2 separate regions of the Pan troglodytes genome follow, and region 2 is linked to region 1. Evidence: chromatin contacts called from public HiChIP or PLAC-seq data. All regions are on one chromosome and are shown on one strand. The core of a region is the stretch at or near the end of the contact, and the rest is flanking DNA. Distances in the headings are between cores, read along the strand shown. Region 1 holds the start of LSM10 (LSM10, U7 small nuclear RNA associated). Region 2 holds the start of TRAPPC3 (trafficking protein particle complex subunit 3).

The links. HiChIP or PLAC-seq counts read pairs in DNA pulled down with a chosen protein or histone mark.
Region 2: an H3K4me3 HiChIP or PLAC-seq map of stem cell-derived excitatory neurons shows a contact between it and region 1, with 4 times the contacts expected there. The contact joins the promoter of TRAPPC3 here to the promoter of LSM10 in region 1. A contact is called at or near these places in 1 of 7 Hi-C or Micro-C datasets (stem cell-derived neural progenitor cells) and 1 of 1 datasets of contacts at active chromatin or transcription factors (stem cell-derived excitatory neurons).

The regions. Positions count from the first base shown.
Region 1 is chr1:194,590,742-194,596,545 of NHGRI_mPanTro3-v2.0_pri, forward strand. LSM10 (LSM10, U7 small nuclear RNA associated) reads left to right here and starts at 3,203. Exons shown (of 2, transcript XM_513319.7): 1 at 3,203-3,398.
Region 2 is chr1:194,833,721-194,839,350 of NHGRI_mPanTro3-v2.0_pri, forward strand. TRAPPC3 (trafficking protein particle complex subunit 3) reads left to right here and starts at 3,684. Exons shown (of 5, transcript XM_063782672.1): 1 at 3,684-3,925. It overlaps MAP7D1 (MAP7 domain containing 1), which reads right to left and starts at 3,491. Exons shown (of 17, transcript XM_063782668.1): 1 at 3,350-3,491. The coding sequence starts at 3,395.

The DNA.
Region 1 (5,804 bases), core at 1,953-4,452:
AGCTGTAACACATATGGACTGAAACACGCCCCCGCCCCCCAAGATGCCCCGCCCCTGCTCCTCGTGTGGTGAAGAGCTGCAGCCCTTCTTGGGGCCCAGACCTCCGGGCTCCACAAGCCAGGGCTGTGACACACTGTAACACCCTCTTTGTGGCTCTGTGGTTCCTGGTGTCTCTGAGCTTTCGGCCACCACTGTGTTCCCCTTGTCCAGATGCTGGTGCCCACAGCAGAAGCCACTTACCGTATGTCTGGTCCAGCCGCAGCCTTGCACAGAGCCAAAGCCTGTGCCGGCGCCTGGAGCTGCCAGTGCTGGCCCTTGGAGCTGCCCACCCGCTGCAGCAGCCGGCCTATCTGGCTGTGTGCAGTGGTCGGACCCTGTGCTCACTCGCTCACACATCCCTCACTGCTCCACACCTGGCACGCCTTTGGCAGGCGTGGGATCCGAGCCCGCAGTGCAAGCTGAGCCCAGCCTGCCAGACTGAGCGGGCAGAACGAGCCCAGCAGGCACAAGCAAAAGTCAAGCACAGGCGCTGCTAGCCACAGAGGTTTCCGGATGGCAGAGTGACACCCTAAGGTTCTTGTGACAGCTGGGACTATAGGCGCACCCATTACACCCAGCTAATTTTTTTGTTTGTTTGTTTGTTTGTTTGTTTTGAGACGGAGTCTCACTCTGTCGCCCAGGCTGGAGTGCAGTGGCGCGATCTCAGCTCACTGCAAGCTCCGCCTCCCGGGTTCACGCCATTCTCCTGCCTCAACCTCCCGAGTAGCTGGGACTACAGACGCCCGCCGCCATGTCCGGCTAATTTTTTGTATTTTTAGTAGAGACAGGGTTTCACCGTGTTAGCCAGGATGGTCTCCATCTCCTGACCTCGTGATCCGCCCACCTCGGCCTCCCAAAGTGCTGGGATTATAGGCGTGAGCCACCGCGCCCGGCCACACCCAGCTAATTTCTTAAAACATTTTTGGCCGGGCTCAGTGGCTCACGCCTGTAATCCCAGCACTTTGGGAGGCCGAGGCGGGCAGATCACCTGAGGTCGGGAGTTCGACACCAGCCTGACCGAGATGGAGAAACCCCGTCACTACTAAAAATACAAAAATTAGCCGGATGTGGTGGTGCACACCTGTAATCCCAGCTACTTGGGAGGCTGAGGCAGGAGAATTGCTTCAACCTGGGAGGCGGAGGTTGTAAGCCGAGATCAGGCCATTGCACTCCAGCCTGGGCAACAAGAGCGAAACTCCATCTCAAAAACAAAAAAAAATTTAGAGATGGGGTCTCACTATGTTGCCCAGGCTGGTCTCAAACTCCTGAGCTTAAACAGTCCTCTTGCCTTGGCCTCCCAAAGTGTTGGGATTACAGGTGTGAGCCACCACCCCCAGCCAAGAAGCCTAATTTACTGAGCTTCTTCTCTGTGCCAGATGCTTTCACACATTAATGAAGGTCACTTAAATCTTACAGTTCTCTGAGAAAGGCCTAATTTTTTGTTTTCATAACAAGCAAATTGAGGCTGAGGAAGAAAGTAATTTTTCCAAGGCTATACAGGGTGACTTTTAAAAAATGTAAATCAGGTGGGGCACAGTGGCGTGTGCCTGTAGTCCCAGCTATTCTTGAGGCTTGGGTAGGAGGATCACTTGAGCCCAGGTAGTTGAGGCTGCAGTGAGCTATGATCACATCACTGCACTCCAGCCTGGATGACAGGGTGAGAACCTGTTTCTACAAGTAAATCAAATCACGTCGCTCCCTTTCAATAGCCTGTCATAGCACTTCTAGTACTAGATGAGAAGACTGAGGCACAGAGAAGATACTAACTTGCCCAAAGTCACAATTAGCCAGGAGTAGATTTGAACCTAGGCACTGTATCCGGAGGCTGCACTCCTAACCATGAAATCTAAACTCCTTACCTTGGCTCACAAAGCCCTATATGCTCTGGCTCCTGCTTCCTCTCTGGCCTCTTGTTATACCACTCTCCCCAGCTTCCCTGGCCTTTCCTGTGTTCCTAAATTGTCAAGGTCAATTCCCCCAGGTTCTTTGCATGAACTGTGAAAAGAAAAAATTTAACTTTTAATTGGTGATTTGACTTTTTTTTGCCAAATTTGTTAAATTTGACTTTTATTTGCAACTCTAGAATCGGGCAACACTTCATTCTATAAAATGGAATGAGTGTTCAAATGAGCTGAGCAGAGGAGATTGGTTTTACAGACAGAAAAGGGCTGAGGAAAGCAGAAACAGAAAACAAAAAGATTGGTTGTTTCAAAGTTACTTTCCTTGTAACTCTGAAGGCTAAAGCAGAGGGGACTTCCTTATCCTGCCAGCTAAAACGGGATGGTTTGTAGATCTAGCTATCTCTCACTCTTCTGATTTATCGGAATATCAGATAAACAACTTAGTTTCCACCTGGTGATGTAGAACTTTAGCATGAGTGCCTCCATTTTGGTTCTGTCTGTTGGGCTTGGTGCAGGAGCCCTGTTCAAACCAATGGCCTCCAATTTTTTTTTTTTTTTTTTTTTTTTTTGAGACGGAGTCTTGCTCTGTTGCCCAGGCTGGAATGAAGTGGTACTTTCTGAGCTCACTGCAGCCTCCACTTCCTGGATTCAAGCAATTCTCCTGCCTCAGCCTCCCAAGTAGGTGGGACCAGAGGTGTACGCCACCACGGTGGGCTAATTTTTTCTATTTTTTGTAGAGACAGGGTCTCCCCATTTTGCCCAGACTGGTCTCGAACTCCTGGGCTCCAGTGATCCTTCCGCCTTGTCCTCCAAAATGCTGGGATTACAGGTGTGGGCCTCTGCACCCGGCCCTGCCTCCTATAAATTTTACTTAACAAACTGTTCCCTCTAATTGCAATGCTCCTACCAGAGTTTTCACAAGCTTGGCTTCATGTCACTAATCTCAACTCAAATGTCACCTTCTCAGGGCACCCCTGACAATCCAATAAAAGACCACCTTGTCACCATCACATCACACTTTTAATCTTCTGAAGAAATTTTTCCCGATTTTTCTTCTTTGTTTTCTTAAGACTCTCTCCCCTGCAGCGCCATCAGCTCAGGGAGCCACTTGATCTTGGTCACCGCTCTATGCCGGAGCCTGGGAAGGAGCCTGGCCCAGGTCGCCGGTTCAATGAATGCGTGCGGAATCAATGAACGACTCTAGTGAAAGAGACTCCAATGACGCAGGCCGGGATTTGCGGAGCACGAGCCCCGCGCCGCGAAGCATTCTGGGGATTGTAGTTTCTCCGTGCCGCGGTGACTCGCAGAGCACTGACGCACTCTGCGCCCGGAGGACAGAGCGGCCCGGTCGCCGGCATGGTTTCTCCGTCCTGCTGCAGCCGGCGGGAGGCAGCCAGTCCAGGCGCCCGCTAGCTTCGGCGGCGACCCAGACGCGGAAAGCGGAAGGAATGTCGCGTGGTGGGTCCGGGTCGGCGGTGCAGGGAGCCCCGGGGCGGAATGCGGGGGATGCCAGGACCTCCGGAAGGAGGTGCCGGAGCCCAGGAAGCGTTTTCTTCCCCATTTACCGAGTATAGCTCCTTTCCCCAGACCCGCTCCCGCTGCTCTGAGTAAGCAGTGCTCATCCCGTTTTACCGGTAGCTTAGCTAGCTTGGAGAAGCTAAGTGGTTTGCTAAGTGATCGCCCTCCTAGGAGGTGGCAAAGCCTGTTCTAGAACCCGGGCCTGACTCGAGGTCCGGTGACTGCTCTTTGCAGTCGCAGCAGCAGCCCCATACCTTTGCTTGATCGCAGATTCATCAGGCTGCAGCCGGGTGGCTGGTCGTTAGGCCATGCCCAGGGACCTAGCTCCCAGGCCCCCTCATCACTGGCCTAGTCTGGCTTGCCACGCTCAGTGCCACACTGCACAGCCCTGGACGGGATGCTGAGTGAGGTCGTAAAGAGAGAGCGTTCCACCCCCTTTAACTCAGGGTCTGAAAATAAGGGATAGGTAAGACATAGTGCACTAATACAGTATCAGGGCATGTTGAAATCAAAGGAGAGTACCTTCAGTGGAGTGTGATTCTGGTAGCTTTGTTTCGCCTGTAGTTTAAGAAATGTGGAAACAGGTTCAGAGACATTAACTTTTCTAGGTTTTCATAATTAGGGGTGGAGTGGGGATTCCAACCTAGGTTTCTCTACCTTCAAAACCTATGTACCTTATATAATACCGGTTGGGGGTTTTTTCCCCCAGTTCATTATCCAGATTTATTTTCTTTTTTTTTTTTCTGAGAGTCTCGCTCTGTCACCCAGGCTGGTGTGCAGTGGCACAATCTTGGCTCACTGTAACCTCTGCCTCCTGGGTTCAAGCGATTCTCCTGCTTCAGCCTCCCAAGTAGCTGAGATTACAGGTGCGCCCATGCCCAGGTAATTTTTGTATTTTTGGTAGATACTGGGTTTCACCATGTTGGCCAGGCGGGTCTTGAACTCCTGACCTCAGGTGATCCACTCGCCTTGGCCTCCCAAAATCCTGGGATTACAGGCGTGAGCCCTTGCACCCGGCCTCATTACCTTAATTTCTACTTACATAACAGCTGCATGGTGTAGACCAATAGTTCCCAGAGTGTGGGCCCCTGACCAGCAGCATCAGCATCACCTGGGAACATGTTCAAAATGACTTTATCTCTGGGCCTCACCTCAGACCTGAGTCAAACTGGGAGTGGGGCCCAGCAAGCTGAGTTAACAAGCCCCTCAGATGATTCTGATACACACTAATGTTTGAGAACTACTGGTGTCAACCAATGATTCTCAAACCTTAACGTGTATCTAATTCATGTAGGGGGTCATGTTAAAATGCAGTCTGTTTCCAGCCAGTGTGGAAGATGGCAGTGAGCCACTCAGTGAAGGAGTGGATTTTATCTCAGAACAGGCCTGGGGAGAGACCTGAGATTGCACATTTCTAACCAGTACCCCTCAGCACTTTGGAGTTATCTGGGGAGCTTTCTTTTTTCTTTTTTCTTTTTTTTTTTTTTTTGAGATGGAGTCACTCTGCTGCCCAGGCTGGAGTGCAGTGGCACGATCTCAGCTCACTGCAAGCTCTGTCTCCCAGGTTCACACCATTCTCCTGCCTCAGCCCCCCGAGTAGCTGGGACTACAGGCGCCCGCCACGCCTGGCTAATTTTTTTGTATTTTTAGTAGAGACGGGGGTTTCACCATGTTAGCCAGGATGGTCTTGATCTCCTGACCTCATGATCCGCCCGCCTCGGTCTCCCAAAGTGCTGGGATTACAGGCGTGAGCCACCGCGCCCAGCCGGGAGCTTTTACAAAATAGGATACCTGGGCCCACCCCTCTAACCAAACGAATCAGAATCTCTGGGTTGGGGAGGTTGGGTTAAAAACTCACCAGATGATTCTAATGCACACCTGGTGTGAGGTTCGGAGCCAGACGGCTATGGATTTTCTTTTTTTTTTTTTTTTTGAGACAGAGTCTCTCTGTTACTCAGGCTGGAGTGCAATGGCGTGATCTTGGCTCACTGCAGCCTCCACCTCCCGGATTCAAGCGATTCTCCTGCCTCAACCTCCAGAGCAGCTGTGATTATAGGTGCTCACCACCATGCCCGACTAATTTTTGTATTTTTAGTAGAGATGGGGTTTCACCATATTGGCCAGGCTGGTCTTGAATTCCTAGCCCCAGCGATCCACCCACCTTGGCCTCCCAAAATGCTGGGATTACAGGGGGGAGCCACCATGCCCGGCCTGTGGCTACGGATTTGAATTCCAGCAATTCCACTTATTTACTGTGACCTTGGGCAAGTTACCTCTCCTAGCCATATTTTTCTTTTTTTAAAATTATTGATTTTTTAAAATTAATGTATTATTAGGAATGATACA
Region 2 (5,630 bases), core at 2,434-4,933, 240 kb after region 1:
CCAACGTCTACTCATCCTTTCAGATCCACCTCAAATGCTGCCTCCTCCGTGAAGCCTTCCACAAGCACAGCCCACTGCACACTATCACCATTATACCTGGTTTCCCTGCAGTGAACACATCTGCCTTCCTCGCCAGGTTAAGAGCTCCCCAAGGGTCAAAACTCCATCTGATTCACTTCTCTGCCGTCCACATAGACTACACCGAGCTGGCATAAGGTGGGGCATCAGCATGGGTGTGCTGGATAGCCGGTTGCACCTGTTTCTTGGGTCTTCTCTCCTGTTCCCACTGTTCCACTTCAGGTATGGGGCCCCTCAGTTCCCTGGATACACCCTAGCTCATGTCTGCCTAGAACTCCCCTCTCCGCTGCCTTCTTGTCCTATACTTACCTCCTACAATTCTAATCAATCACATCTCAGGCTTCTGGTGGAATTAAAAATAATGACAAAAAACAAATAGCTAGGCTGGGGGTGGTGGCTCACGCCTGTAATCCCAGCGCTTTGGGAGGCCAAGGTGGGAAGATCACGAGGTCAGGGGTTCGAGACCAGCCCGGCCAATGTGGCAAAACCCTGTCTCTACTAAAAATACAAAAATTAGCCGGGCGCGGTGGCAGGCGCCTGTAATCCCAGCTACTCGGGAGGCTGAGGCAAGAGAATCGCTTGAACCTGGGAGGCGGAGGTTGCAGTGTGCCGAGATCGTGGCATTGCACTCCAGCCTGGGTGACAAGAGCAAGACTCTGTCTCAAAATAAATAAATAAATAAATAAATAAATAAATAACAAATGGCTAGCACTTATTGGGCACTGGCTATGTGCCAGGGCCTAGTCTAAGTGTTTTCTGTTTTCATCTAATTTAAGGATGCCAATGTCTCTATGAGATAATTTCTAGCATTATTCTCATTTTACAGATGAGCAAACTTAAGACTTAGGTTAAGCAACTTACTGAGGTCACACAGAGGTAAGTTACGAAGTGGAGACTTAAACCGTTTAATTCCAGAATCTACACTCTTAAACAAATTGACTTCCAATTCCTGCTCCCACCCTCCCCTATATTTCATACCTCCCTGCTGGCACCGGTTGCAGAAGCATAACCACAATAATGGTAATAACACTTTATTGCAGGTGTCTGGTGTCTGCGTGCCAGATTCCTTGAGTTAAATCATCTCTAACCCTCACATTAACCCCACAAGGTTGACAACACTGCCCCCATTTTCCAGGGGCAGAAACTGTGGCTCCAGGAGGTAAGTCACTTGCTCCAGTCCAGTAGCCAGTACATGGCTAACTGGGATTTCCATCCAGGTTTTCTGACCTGAAAGTGGTCCCCACACTTGTCCTCTACTCCACGCCACCCCCTGTTACTGCTCAGTGTCCAAGTGCAAAAAGGAACTCAGAGGGAGCAGGGTTCGTGTCACATGCTCTCGGATTGTCAGGCCCATGCCTCAGACTATCACAGGGCACATGCTGTGAGCACATTTACTCCCAGAAAGCCCCACAGAGGACTCCTGTCACCTTTGACTATTCTGTGTGGGGAACTGCCACCATCCTGATCCAGGTTCTTATGTGACTCCATCTAGATCCCTGTGTATAGAAGAGTCCTCCCAATGCAAGAAGCCTATATGCAGTCTGCCCACCAGCCCCTGACGCAGCCCTCCCCGCCCACCGAACATCCCCCCTGCCCCTAGGAGAGCCAAGCATCTCACCCATGCTCTCATATTCAGTCTAGGCATCCTACCCAAGTACCCTAATTATAAACTAGCCACCAGCTCAGGCTCTGTATCCCAGTCACCACCCCCATTCAGGCCCCCAACTATACACCAGTGCCAGAGGCCCTCAGGTGCAGAGGGCCAGTAAGCTGAGGTTGGACTCAGGCTGGGCCTCCCTGGGTGTCCCCTCTCAGGTTCAGTCAAACCAGGACAGACCCAGCCACCCTTGTTTCCAGCCCAGCCTACAAGCCTCCTGAAACCCACCAGTCTGATGGTAGCCTCCCCTCCCTGTTCTCCCAGGTCCCACACCCAGACAGTCCCCTAGAAGCATCCTCGCTGGCATGGGGAGGAGCCCACCCACAGCCCATCGGCCCCACCTTATCCTGGGCTCTCCGCACCCACACGAACTGTTTCATCCTGTGCCCACACCCCAAGGGGCAGGGAGGTGACAGGATTAGGCTCAGGACTCCATGGGGGTGTGGGGATGGGGCCACCTCCCCCCTGAGTCAATGGGAACAGAACTTGGGTCCTCAGTAATCATGTTCTTCCCTCCCCTTCCAGGAAGAAAGAGAAATCGCCTCCCTCCAAAACCAAGCCCAACCAGAAACCTGTCCCCACCCCCTCATCAGCTGCTCCCAGATCCGAATGGGATTTGCAGAAGTCCTGAGCACTGGTGGTTGGTGGGGTGAGGGAGGGGAGGGGAGCTTTGGTGGTCTAAGGTGTGGGCAGAAAGAGAGAAAAAAAGAGAGTAAGGGGGGAGGTATCAAAGCCTCAGGCTGGGGAATGATGTGGCAGGTCCAGGGAGTGCCGGCTTGGAGCCTTTACCTCATTCTCGAGTGGGAGATTCGGGCCCAGAGAGGCTGGGAAGGAGGGCAGGCAGGAGAAGCAGATTTTCTTCTGTCTCCCTCCTCCCCGAATCAGGCTGGGTGGGCTCGAGTAGGCCTGGCTGCAGGGGAGGCGGCCCACTCCCCAGCTCCCGCCCTCGCCCCAAACAATGCCGCCTCCCCCTCCCCCTCGCCTTTATCCGGCGGGTTACTTGGCAGCAGCGGCTAGAGACCTCCCTCTCCCCTCCCCTCCCTCCTTTCCCCTCCCCGCCGGCCCGCAGCAGCAACAGGCCCTTTGCGCGGCAGCTGGACGGATGGGGTGGGGGTGAGGTCTGGGCCAGGGCCTGAGGGTACGGGCACTAAGGCCGAGGCGTCGGTATGCAGGGCCCAGGCCTGAGAATATGGACCCCCGACACCCTCAGGCTGGGGTCACATGTGCCACGGGGGATGGGGAAGGGGACGGAAGCCCTAGCTCAGTAGAAGAGGATCTTCAAGGCCCGGGGTGGATCGGGAAGGGACGTGGGGGCGGGGAAGCTGAGATGGCACTAAGCTGGGGCAGAAGGGTCACCCCAACAACTCCCGCGCGGGGTCCCTGCGGCTCCCGACGCCCGATGCGTCCGGCACCCGGGGTGGGGGAGGGGGCAGCTGTCAGAGGATGCATCGCGAGCCTGGAGCCGCCGCCGCCGCAGCCTTTATTTTTAAACTTCCAAGTGGTCAGAGGGCGCGGCAGCGGAGGGGTCCCCGCCCAGCCGGCCGGCCTCATCCTCGGCCGCCCTGCAGCCCCTCCATCTACCCCCATCTCGCCTCCGCGTGGCTCCCGGCATACCTGGGGGTGCGCCCGCCCCCAGCTCCGCACGCGGGCCGCTCTCCATGGCTGCGGCGTCACTGGGGGTCTCGGGGTCTCAGCGGCGGCGGCGGCGGCGGCCAGTGGCCAGGACAGGGGTCCCGCGGCGCATCACGCCCGGCCCGGCCCGGCAAGTAGCGACTCGGAGGCGGGGGCGCTCCGGGGAAGGTCGAGGCAGGTGGCCCGCGAGGCTCGGAGGTGCCGGTCGCCCGGGGTCTCTCGGCTGCGGTCGCGAACCAGTTCCCTGCCCGGCGCCGGCCCAGTCCCGGCCTCGGCCCAACCCTATTGTACCGCCCGGGCTGGGCCTGGCCTCTCGCTGGCGCGTACCAAGTTCGAGGCGGGGGGGTCCACCCCAGCAGCGCCCCGGGACCCAGCCCCCCGCGCCCGCGCCGTCCGCGCCGTTCGCGCCGCCCTCGCCCCGGAGCCCCGCGCCCGCAGCCTCCCGGCGCCTCTCCCACGGCCACGGCCGAGCGGGTTCCACGGCTCCAGGAGTTCGCCGCGCTAGCTGCCTCCCCCTGCGTCCGCGTCTTGGTACGCGCCGCAGCGCCTGAGGACTAAGTAGGGAGCGCTCGGGTGACTCACCCGCCGCGGGGACTGGGGGAGAGGGGGAGCAGGGCTGGGACTCCCCTTTCCCACCCTGGAGTTTGGGGGCTCTGGCACTGGGGCTGAGAGGGCAGCTTCGAGTCCAAATTCTCGCTCAAACCCACCTAAACCAAAGCGGCCCGGGGGACGTCGGGAGGCATGAAGGAGAGTCACAAGGAGACCCCTGAAAGGGTTTCGCTTTCTCTCCCCTGCTGATGGCTGGGCTGGGGACAGGTCTGGGAGCCTTGCTGCCGCCCTTGCTCCGGCATTCTGGGCTTGTGTCTTCCCTGCTCCTCTGGGGGTAATTACAGCCCTGCGCAGCTGCCTTACCCAGGTCTCTAATCTGCTGGGTCCCTCCCGGCTCCAAACTGGGTGGTCCTAGCCCTGGACCTCGCCCACCCCCACCAGACGACCCCGCCAATCACCCCAGAAGGATTTTCTCCCCGTGGTCTGTCGATGAGGGGGTGGTGACCCCCTCCAGAATCCACTCCCCAAAGTAGCCCTGCTTCCCAGCCCTCCAGAATGGACTCCCAGCCCCCTTGTTGGTGCCAGCTGGGGTGAGGGCTTCAAGCCAAGCCAGGCCCAGCCCGGGGCAGAGTGGGGAGCTTGCTGGGAAGGTGGATGGATGATGGTGCTGCTGCAGGGACTTGGGTTGGGGGGGAGGAGGAGGGGCAGCTGTGCCCTGCCCACCCTGACCCTGCCCTTTGTCCTGACTTCTAGAAGGTCAGTTCTCTAGTTCTTCATTGTCCAGAGATTAGGCCCAGTGAGATACTGTCCCCCTTGCCCCCTTCCCTCCAGTGTCTCCTTCCTTTAAGCAGCTCCAGAAAGCGGCCATTTGGAGGGATAGAGTGGGAAACAAAAGGGTCAGGGGCTCAGGCAACCTGGGAGCAGCCTGTCCTGGGATGTGTGCGTATCTGGGGGCTTGGACACTCTTGGGAAGGCCTGGGAAGGGAATAGTGTCTGGCCCAAAAACGTTAGAAAAGGATGATGATAGAAGGGCGGCAACTGGAGCCAGTAACCTTGAGCTAGTGACTTAACTTTTCTAAAATCTAATTTGCTCTCTTACAAAATCAGAAAAATAATAGTGCCATGAGGTATCTTGGGGTCTTTGTAAAGATTAAATAAGGCAATGGAAATGAAGTGCTGAGCACAGAACCTGGCATCTAGAAAGTGCTCAGTAAACAAGTATAATGGTGATGAAGGCATTGATGAGTAAAAGTGGAAGGACGAGGAGCAGATCCCCCATCTTTGTGTCAGTCATCTTATCTGCAGGGTGGGGGGACTGCGGGGATGACGGAGTTCATGACAGTCCTTTGTGAGATCAGGGGCCTCACAGCCTGCCTCTTCCAGAGCTGGACAGGCCAGACCTGACTCAGGCAGTGACCAGACTCAGGAGAATTCAGGAACACGTATGGGGAGAGCCCTCTGGGATGGTTCTTCTCCCACCTCCCACCCCTTGTCTTGAGATTACTGCAGGGATGGAGATGGATGGATGGATGGATGGGAGTCGCGAGATACCCACATTGGCTACGGCTCAAGACTAGTGGCTGGCTGTGGTGGCTCACACTGTAATCCCAGCAATTTGGGAGGCCAAGGTGGGAGGATCCTTGAAGTCAGGAGTTCGAGATCAGCCTGGCCAACATGGTGAAACCCTGTCTCTGCCAAAAATACAAAAGTTAGC